Regions from separate parts of the Mus musculus genome. Here region 2 is linked to region 1. Evidence: chromatin contacts called from public Hi-C data. All regions are on one chromosome and are shown on one strand. The core of a region is the stretch at or near the end of the contact, and the rest is flanking DNA. Distances in the headings are between cores, read along the strand shown. Region 1 overlaps Gipc2 (GIPC PDZ domain containing family, member 2). Region 2 overlaps Ak5 (adenylate kinase 5).

The links. Hi-C and Micro-C count contacts between places; a contact is called where the count stands out from the background.
Region 2: a Hi-C map of muscle stem cells shows a contact between it and region 1, with 3 times the contacts expected there. The contact joins two enhancer-like sites. A contact is called at or near these places in 18 of 484 Hi-C or Micro-C datasets (the Ba/F3 cell line, the G1E-ER4 cell line, the N1E-115 cell line and 7 more), 2 of 115 datasets of contacts at active chromatin or transcription factors (bone marrow-derived dendritic cells and bone marrow-derived macrophages) and 3 of 9 other capture datasets (adipose tissue, embryonic stem cells and pancreatic islet).

What each region holds. Positions count from the first base shown.
Region 1 is chr3:152,108,611-152,113,534 of GRCm38.p6, reverse strand. All of the region lies in intron 3 of Gipc2 (GIPC PDZ domain containing family, member 2), which reads left to right. Among named protein-coding and RNA genes, the nearest start is that of Gm40179, 3.9 kb to the right of the region's middle. Within about 2 kb of position 2,199, at least 80 of the 459 cell types and tissues checked have an H3K27ac peak or open chromatin away from gene starts, as enhancers often do. A contact at or near this core is called in the N1E-115 cell line and muscle stem cells, where this site is marked.
Region 2 is chr3:152,465,647-152,471,035 of GRCm38.p6, reverse strand. All of the region lies in intron 13 of Ak5 (adenylate kinase 5), which reads left to right. Among named protein-coding and RNA genes, the nearest start is that of 3110067G11Rik, 21 kb to the left of the region's middle. Within about 2 kb of position 1,450, at least 76 of the 459 cell types and tissues checked have an H3K27ac peak or open chromatin away from gene starts, as enhancers often do. A contact at or near this core is called in the N1E-115 cell line and muscle stem cells, where this site is marked.

The DNA of each region.
Region 1 (4,924 bases), core at 950-3,449:
TCCCAAAAGGTCAGGGCAGTTGGGCTTGGTGGCTCATGTCTGTAATCACAGTACTCAAGAGGCCAAGGCAGGAAGATCATTGGAGTTTGAAGCAGGCCTGTGCTATATAATGAATTCCAGCAGCTCACCCTGAGCTGGTAAGTAAGAAGAAAAGAGAAAGAAAAGGAAAAAGAAAAAAATATGGTTAAAGGGCCAGATCATATTTTTGAGGAGTTAGAAAAAATGAAATGAGCCCATACATTCAGCTGAAATTTAATGAGAAACATATTTTAAAAATTACATCAGTTTTGAACCGTAAGAGATTAATTTCTTTTTTTCTATGTTACTAAAATACTGATTTTTTTTTCTCTTTCACTTTCTTTATAAATGGCTTCCAGCCATCTAGGATGTAACCCTTCTCTATGGTCTCTTGTGTGCTCGTAAGATTTTGTTTTGCCTTTCCTCCTGACTTCTGAAACTTAAACAGAAGTTCTAGGTGGATCCCAGGGTCTCAGGTGTGCCAGGCACAGGCTCTGAGCTATGCCTCACTCCCTGGACTCTCTTGACCGCTCAGGTAGCGTTCAGTCCCTTTGTGCCTACTGTTTGCTGAGATCCTGTTCTTTGCCCCTGCCCTCAAGTGTGGCATCATACTCCAGGCTAAGTCCTTCGTGGCATGAAGAACCGGGAGAGTGCCACTTCCTCTTGCTACTGAGGAGCCAAGCCACGTTGCTAATGCTTGTCCTGAGACACAACAGGCTTTCGAATCAGTTTTGTCTACACTGATTTCCCTGGGATTCACATCCTGGCTTTGGAGTGGGACTGGAGACGAACGCTTTTCTTCCTACCAGACAGCTAAGATTGAGTTTGTAGGCTTGCTAAAAATGCCAGCTGATCGTCACTAAAGCAATTCACGTCTGTATGAATGCTGCACTTTAATTTGAGACATAAAAATGTACATTATAGCTGGGCGTGGTGGCGCACGCCTTTAATCCCAGCACTTAGGAGGCAGAGGCAGGCGGATTTCTGAGTTCGAGGCCAGCCTGGTCTACAAAGTGAGTTCCAGGACAGCCAGGGCTATACAGAGAAACCCTGTCTTGAAAAACCAAAAATAAATAAATAAATAAATAAATAAATAAATAAAGTACATTATTTTACAATTCTCGACCTAAAAGGGCTTTTATTCATCATCAGTATCATCATTATTTGTTTTCACTCATCATTAGTCATTATTAGTGTGTATGTTGTATGCAAGGCACATTTATGGAGGGCAGAGGATGTGTTTATTTTGATCCTGTGGATGGGACTCAGGTTACTAGGCTCATGTGGCAAGCATCTTTGTCCTTTAGCTCCTAAAAGGCCTTTTCTTTTCTTTTCACACAAACCAGAATGTGTGAAATCTTCCCTCCCCAGCTTGCTTCATTCCTTCCTTCAGGTCTCATGTAGCCAGGGTTGGCCTTGAACTCAGATCTTCCTGCCTCTGGCTCCTGAGTGTAACTGCCACCACACCTAACTGGACTTCTTTCTTATATAATCACAACGTTAAGGAACACATGTGAGTTCTTTCATTAAAAAGAAGAGCCTGGTTTGTGAAATGACCATGACTGTAATACTTTTTCCAATCTCCTAGGGCCACCCACTTGCCTTCGTTTTTTTTTTTTTCTTCAACTCTTACAAAGTTGCTCCAAAGCACTTAACCTAATTTTTTGGGTAATTATAGCTCCCCGTGTCATCAGCTCGTGTTCTTTAAAATTAAATCACATAATTAGAGTGACAGACATCACAGCTATGAGAAGGTTTGGGAGAAACACAGCTGTCTCTCGGTGACACTCGGTTCACTGCAGAGGCAGCCAGCAGTGATGGGGTGTTCTATGTTCTCAGTGATGGTGGCAGGCAGCTATCCAATGAGAGAGGAGAATCCTTATGTGTGAGTGTAGTGGCCTTACAGGTTGAGGCTGGCTACAGATCTACAGTCTGAACCATGTCCCCTCCTAACTCATCCCCAGAGAAGCCTGTGTCTACCCATTTCTGTGCACTGATGGATTTAGGGCCTGGGTCTGCCTGTCCAGACATGCAGAGGTAGGCTATACTCCAAGTTCGGCCAGACTATCAACGTTCAGAATCTTTAAACATTCCCCAAACATTAACCCTGTCTTCTCCTACACCAGCCTCGCGATGAGAGCCGGATCATCCTGCCTGTTTTCATGTAGGAACAAGTTGACCTGCCCCCGAAACCTCCTCAAATCTTGGAAAAAGCCAGGCTGGGTGACGCCAGTCTGGAGGCTGTCAGAAAGCAGAGCTTAACTTCTGCTTTAGTGCCATCAAGTGGTGGGCTTGGAAGTGACACTCTCTGAGAAGAAGCTGGCTGTCATAAAAACAAATGCTACCAATAAGGAGATTTTGGGGCAGTGACTCTTCGTGACACTCAGTGATGGGCGCAGGCCCTAAGCAGCTAGGGTACCAAGAGTGAGCCCAAGTGTCCGCACGGACTGTGATAGAGACGGTCAGCGTGAGCTCTCCGCTCTGGTTGGGGAGGTGCCGATCTGCGGCGGCGGTCTGTGGGGCGTATATGGGCAAACTGCGTCACAGACGACTGTGAGCCTCCATGTGGTTGCTGGGAATTGAACTCAGGACCTCTGGAAGAGCGGTCAGTGCTCTTAACCGCTGAGCCATCTCTCCAGCCCGTAATTTCCCTTCTAGACTCTGCTGTTGTGGAGAGGAGTGTTGCGGAGACTTGTCCTAGCTTCGTTTCTGTTGCTGTGATAAAATATCCTGGCAGAAAGTGGAGAATGCATTTATTTTAGCTCACAGTTCATGGCTACAGTCTATCATAGCAGGGCAGTGATGGAGACAGGAAATTAGTTCATTTCTCATCTACACTCAATGTGGAAATGCTTATCACCCAGCTCAGGTTCTCGCACTTACATAACCCTGGACTCGAGCTCAGGGACTGGTGCTGCACGCTTTCTGGCTGGGTCTTCTCAGGTCAGTTAACATGTCTACGGGGCCAATCTGCTCTACACAGTCTCTCACTGAGATGGTATCAAATTGACAAGCCACCTCTCACAGATATCCTCTGTAGAGGTGGGCTGATTTCACAGAGGGCTGGACATGCCTTTTAGAAGCTACACACTCCAGCACTAGGGTCCTTCGCTTTGTAAACATGAGGTGCCTACTATTTGTTCAATGACTGCGGAACTGGTTCATTTTCTAGGAGTAGATTGTGTTCACGAGCCTTTAAGCAACAGTGGTTGAAGCATATGCTAATATACACTCGATTAGACACATGTATGTAATACTAGAATAAAACACATGTGTGTTGATTGAGCAGTTCACTGTCTGCTCTGTAGGAAATTTTGTTTTAGAAACAAAGAATGCTGGGTAGATGGCAGGGGGACACTGCGGTGGCGCTGGTGTGTGTGCTGTGTGCTGTTTGTGGCAGAATGAAGTGGAGAGATGTGGGCATGTGTGTGCTGTGTGTTTCCCAGCTCTGTTGGGACGTGGCAAACTTGAGTGTGGCATGTGCACTCATGTGTGTGTTTTGTTCACTTACTGGTACCATACAACTAAGCCTGACTTCCCTGCTTTACGAATGTGACCCTGGGCTGGGAACACTCCCACTGCTGGCCAGTGCCGATGACAGACTGACCTATTCTTTCTCACCGGACACTGTTTTTGAAACTGTGCTCTGAGCAGCTGAGAGTCCTCTCTTCCCCAGGGACATGTAGTAACTGGCAAGGCCGGGGCTGTGAGCTGAGTTTGTAGGTGCAGCCTCACTGTTCTGGAAAGATGCTCAGTCACTGACCAACCTCTGGGCATCATCTCAACACCATTTATGGCATCCTTCCTTCTCGGGTAGGCTGTCTATTCATCCTATGGTAACTTTCAGAGGAGAACTTGGACTTTGGAGATTCTGACCCTAAATTTGGGTTAAAATGAATGTGTGAGATTCTTGATCACACTGACCTAGATACCCAGAAAGAAAACAGAACTTGGCAGAAGATGCACACCGGTCTAGGGCTCTTATCAAGAGCACACCTGCGTGCACCTCTGACGTCTGCACAGACCTCTCTGCTGCTCGAATTCAGCAGTACGTTCTGCAGGTCCTCACTGACTGACTGCAGGCTCAGCTGCTTTCTGGGTGGTCGAGCCCCTGCTACTCTGCCCTAAGCTGCAGCTGCAGAGGGAAAGCAGCCAAAGGGACTTGAACACGTTTGCAGAGGTTATGGGTTGGTAGCCTGTACTTATTTAGATCCTGATTTCTTTTTATTTTTGTCAGTGTGCTATTTTTAAAGGATTGGGCTTAATGGCTTAAATTGAAAAAAGAATCAGGAAATTCACACAAACCTCTGAGTATCCAGTTTCTTTGCCAACAGTGAGTCTGGCTAAGCAGGGCCTTTGTTCCCACAGGGCATGTGTTATTGGAGAGGTCTAGATGGGGCACACCCCTTCCAATTACTCGACCTCCCCTCTCCCTGGGTTGTGTTCCTGCTTAGGATTAATGCCTTGGAAAACCACACTTACTGCATTGCAAAAGAAAAACCAAAGTAAAGTGTAGGCAAAGTGAGCCCAGGACAGCAGTGGCTTCTCTTGGACGCTCCCTGGAGACTGTGGGAGTTCCTTCTTTGGAAGTGCCCCAGCTTATTTTAATTCTGGGCCTCACTCTGTAGGATCTCCTTTGAAGCCGTTCTTCCAGCTGCTGGTCCCTGAGGGGCTGCTGTGTTGTTCAGTAAGGAGTGAAGAGTTTGGGAATCATGTGATAAGAGTTTAGCAATCTCCCTGCCTCAGCCTTTCAAGTGCTGACATTAGTCATGGGCCACCATGCCTGGTTTTGAATTACAGCTGCACTGGCTTTAATTTCCTTATTTGTAAGATGGGGTTGATAACAGCAGGCTTCACAGGACAGTCTATGTGGTAGGTGGAATTCTGTCTGCAAAGCATCAAGTTA
Region 2 (5,389 bases), core at 201-2,700, 360 kb before region 1:
AACAAAACAAAAACCTCAAAGATTTATTATACCTTAAAAAATAAAATAAGCAGGCTGACAAAATATCTAAATGGGCAAAGGCAGCTGCTATCAAGCCTGGAGCCCTGAGCTCGGGTCCCAGGACCTACACAGACGACGAAGGGACCAACTCCCACAAGCTCGCTCCTCTTGACTTTGCGTACTGGCATGCATAAGATCAAAAGCAGTTAGTAGCCAGGTGTGGTGGCTCACGCCTTTAATCCCAGCACTGGGGAGGCAGAGGCAGGCGGATTTCTGAGTTCGAGGCCAGCCTGGTCTACAGAGTGAGTTCCAGGACAGCCAGGGCTACACACAGAAACCCTGTCTCGAAAAAAAAAAAAAAAAAAGTAGTTAGTAAACAAACATGACATCATCGAGTGTGCACATGGCTTACAACCTCAGGGCTGGGTAAGGGCCCAGGGCTCTTCCAGAGGTCAGCGGCTTGATTTCTAGCCCCCACGTGATGACTCACAACTGTCCGTTAACTCGAGTCCCTGGGGGTCTGACAGCCTCTTCTGTCCTCCAAGGACACTGCGTGCACACGGGGCACAGATACGTGCAAGCAGTGCAACTGTGCACATACAAATAAATAAATAAACAAGTAAATAAATAAGGAAATGAAAGAACGTCAGGCCTCCAAGAACCTTCATAACCTGCATCATCTTGGAAGCTTCCCATTTTGTGCCGCCTGGAACAACCAAGGAATCTGCTTCCGTCCTGAGACTGAGGAAAGCCAGATGTAATTTACAGTTTATCCCATTTGAGAATCAGGAAAAAAAAAGCCCTTCTCTCACTCTGGAATCATCTGAATCTAAACCTACAGACTCACCAATGAATGGCTCATTGACACTGAGCTAATAAGCTTTCCAGAGATATCCGACTTCTGTTATACTTACGGTACTCTGTCACTCTCCAAGAAATCGGTTCCCAGGCCTCTCTGGCTCATCTCTCAGGCATCCTTTTATTGGGGATGCTGGCAACTGGATCCACAGAGACGTGACATTTACAATCTACTTTGTTAGTGCTGAAAACGGACACCAGAGAACCACGGGGAGAGAGCCCTAGTAGCTCGGTTGCACCGCCTTGCCAGGTCCACTGTACATACACTCCACTCCACGCCTACATGTATGTGTGACAGAGAAGCAATGCACAGCTTCTGCTTCCATCTCAGCAAGCAGAGGGAGGAGCCACTCAGCCGGCTTCTCCCTCCATCGGTTCTCCAGGCAGCTGCCATCATCTTCAAGCTCCCCTCCCCAGGCTGTAGCAGCCTCCGCGGATAGGAGAGCCCCACAGATAGGTGAACTAGCCCAGGGGAGGGAAGACTTGCCTACTGTGGGCGAATTTACTACTAAGTAAGTAGCTGGACATGAAGCACTTGGGGGTGAAACGTGCCAACACTGACGGAATATTGCTGGACACACTGCTCTGGGTGTTGGAAAGTCCCAGGCCAGACTTGTGACCCTCGGTGAGTCACCTTGTTTAAAACCCTTTCTGATATAAAGTAGAGCTGACAGTGGCCCCTGGAATTCCTCCAGTCTATTTCTGTAGTGTTCTTCAGGCGGGGGGCTTTCCCACTAGTTTTAAAGGAATACATGCTTAGTCTTGAAAGTATACAAGACCCACTTCTGAGTCCCACCACCCACCCAGAGCGATCACTCAGGCACCCAGCCTGGACAGTGCGGCAGACACTGTTGCCACACGACTCCTAGCTGGCCTATGCAGACAGTACAGGAGGCTGTGGTGCTGACTCTAACCCTAGTCCACTGTCACAGCTCGGTTGGTTCCAAAAGCCCACATTGCCAAGACACAAAAACCAAAGCTGCAGCTCAGAAAGCTACCAGCTTCAGGACTCCAGACGAAAGCAAAGAGAAAGAAGAAAGGAAACGAGCAGCCACTGGGCCCCAGTGCCAGTTCCGTATGCTCGCTTATGGGATTTAAAACAACAGCAAGAAATTTAACTTTATACTCACCGGGGAAATTCCTCCCTACAGCTTCCTATCAAGTTTCAGACCCAGGATGGCAGATCCTTCAGAAGCAAATCCACTCACCAGGTTTTCTACCAAACACACGAAGACATCTCAGTTTGACTAGAGAGTCAGCACTGGAGTTTTTGGGGTGAAGTAAATCATGAAACTCATTTTGACTAAGAAGCCGCTGAGGTAACAGGACAGCTTACACGCGGTAGAGGCTGGCCCGAGCTCACAACTGCTCCAAGAGAGTCTCGTTCTCACCCTGCTAGTCCCATGAACTCTCTTCTGCTCTCAGAGGACGTGGAACTCGGGCATCTTGTTAGCTAACCGTTCTAAACGTGCTAATACTACAAGCTCCAAAAACGGATGTGAGCATTGGACAAGCATGCTCGGTGTGGTGACACATGCCTGTAGGCCCAGCACCCAGGAAGTGTGGTTCAAAGCCAGCCTGGGATGTAGAGCAAGCTCAAGGCCAATTTGGGCTCCACAACTCCTTGTCTCAAAACAAAACAAAGTACCCCACAAAACTTAGCTCTGTGTAAAGTGGTTCTGTCTGGTTCCTTTGCAGCTATAAACAATGATAAAAGAATCACTTAATTTTCTTTTAAAATTCTCCATGGGAACTGAGATGAACAGAGTATCTCTGGGACAGAGGGAAGTGCTGAGGAGCCTGTGAAGAACCAGAGGAGAAATTCAGAGGAGACTGGGGGTTCTGGGTCAACCCTGTTCCTCTAGCTTCCTTTGCTCTATAAGACTCCACTTCTGAAATCTATCCTATTTTACCTGCCTGCTGCCAGAAAACGAGGCTGACTATGTGCCTATAGAAAACAAGGCTGACTGCGCGCCTATAGACTCTCCTCTCTCCACTGCTTCTCTGGCCTCCTGAGGATGGAGAGCTGCTAGTGAGTTTCCCTTTCATGCCAGCAAAACGGCGAGTTTCCACCAGGAAAGCCAACGGTGTCGCTTTGTCTTTCAACTTCCAGGCATTTGGATTTCACGAAAGCAAACACCACAGCATGAGTCTCTGGAGAGAAGTTTTCCATAATTTAAAAACAAAACAAAACAGCTCCCAAAAGAAGAAAGCAATCCCCATATTTAAGTCATGATGTAAAATGAAGGAGGTATTACATGTAGACTGAGCTGGGCAGGGGTCTTGTGAAAGCTCTAGAGTCTAGTGTCAACTAGCCCCCACCCTATACACACAGACACACAGACACACACAGTCTCACACACACACACACACACACACACACACACACACACACACACACACACACACACCTTTTCAAAAGGCAGATAGATGCCTAGTGGTAAACACTTTTACTCTCACCCTTTGGGAGGCAGAGGGAGCTCAGGGCTGGTCTTGTCTACCTAGAGTTCCAGGAGAGCCAAATTGACACAGTGAGTCCTTGTCTCAAAAAGACAGTGAAGTCAGACTTGACTAGCAGCAGCAGCACCAGACCTGGAGTTTGCTTGGCTCTAGTTCAGTCCCTTCACGGAACACCAGAAACAGGTGACAAGCCCAGGGGAAAGCTGAGATATGTGGGAGAACAACAAGCTTGGGCATGTGGCTGTTCCAATACAGGACTCTGCTTCCCTCAACTGCTGGCAGTTCTTTGAGGTTTTACCATCTCTCCCGTGTCCCTGAGGAGCCTTTACATGCTGATGGGTTTCACAGAACAAGCCCATGTGCTTCTTTACAGCCCACTCGCCACTTCCCGTTCCACCATTGCTTCTTGACCCATGGCCAACCATCCAGTCGTCTTCAACTAGCTGATCAATAATGATGTAGATGACAGGTGTCAAACTTAAATTTTGAACCCGTCACTTCTTTGCTAAGTGAGCTTGGGTAATATAAACCACCTTCCAGTCACCGCCCCTTTCAGGTCAGTCATTACATCACTGCTTACGTGTCACACGTGTCATCACTAGCCATGTTTATCATTCAGTGTTGCTCCTCCCTGGCCTCATGCTTACACTGAACCAGCTCGCACTCCCGGCCGAACTCCTCCGTCAGTTAGCACCATGCCTGTGCACTGTTATCTCTTGTGTCTGGTCATGGACTGTACTGCACTCAGCAAAACTTGAGCTCCCCAGGAGGATAAAGAAAAGGAGACAGAGGCATAGAGAAAGCTGGGTGCTGTCAGGGACCTAAACACAGGAGAGGCAACTCCTGGTCCCGAGGCAGAGCCTGTGGCTCACAGGGTAAGTGCAGGGTAGAGAGCCTCAACTGAGGCTCCAAAAGAGAGAGCATGGTATGTTGTTCAAGGGACTTCTTGAAATATGTCCACTTTGAAGAGTAAGACAGACCCTCACATACCCTCCAAACAGCCCAAGAAACGGACTCAGAAGCCCAGCCACTGTGTCTAACTCTCAGGTAGCATCCTTCTCCACGAGAACCCACCATGACCCCTGACTCTTATGAGTCACCTCCAATTATCTTTATGGTCTGATCACCTATGAACGGGTCAATATAACCCGGCTTTGCCCCTGACCATGTCTGTGCAATCAAAACCCCAGTACTATATAATCTTGATGTGAATCTGTTACGGGAGCCCTTGGCAGGCGGGGGCCAGAAGAGCAGAGATTCAAGGTCACCCGTTACACAAGGCCAGCCTGCGATACTTGAAACTCTCAAAGGGGGAGGGAAAGGAGCAATAAAATCTAATAAATGAAAAAAATGATGCCAGATATATTTTTCGGGAGTTCTTACACATGTAAAACTGATTCCTGGCTGCAAAATTGAAAGTGACGTAGATCGGCAGCAAGAGTTGAAAAAAGACATGATGTGTTTCTCAAAGTTGCCACAAACTGCCTTCAAGAAAACTGCCTTCTGCGTCGTGGGCACAACCATGCTTCCCACAGTGCTAGCCACAGTATTCACGGTACGGAATCAGCTCGGGAGCCCATCAAAGGATGAAGAAAATGGGGTTTATTCCAGCATAAGAAAGCAAAGCATCACTTGTATACAGGGGAGTGAAAGAACTGGAGAGCAGGCTAAGTAAATACTCAGAAAACAAATATTGTATGTTTTCTCTTGTATGCACAATCCACTAACAGGGTATTATCTGGAAGAGAGAGGGGGTAGTGTGAAGAGGGGATGAGAGAGTAGGGAGCTATCTGCGACGGAGGGGTGCTATTTAAAGACAGCATGGTGAAACCCATTATTTAGTACAATTAGCACATGGCAGAATCACCTGGAAAACATGTGGACTGCCCGGAGCCTCTAGCAAGGCGCTGGCAGCTGTTCTGGGCAGAGCTTGGGCTTGAACACTGGCTACTGCGCATTAGTCGGTTCTTAGTACTACCACCCCAGTCTCCCTAAGGGGTGCTGATCACCAGGCCTCTCTGTCGTTGTCTTCTGTTACTCTCCTGTTCCTTAGCATAATGAACCTCTACCC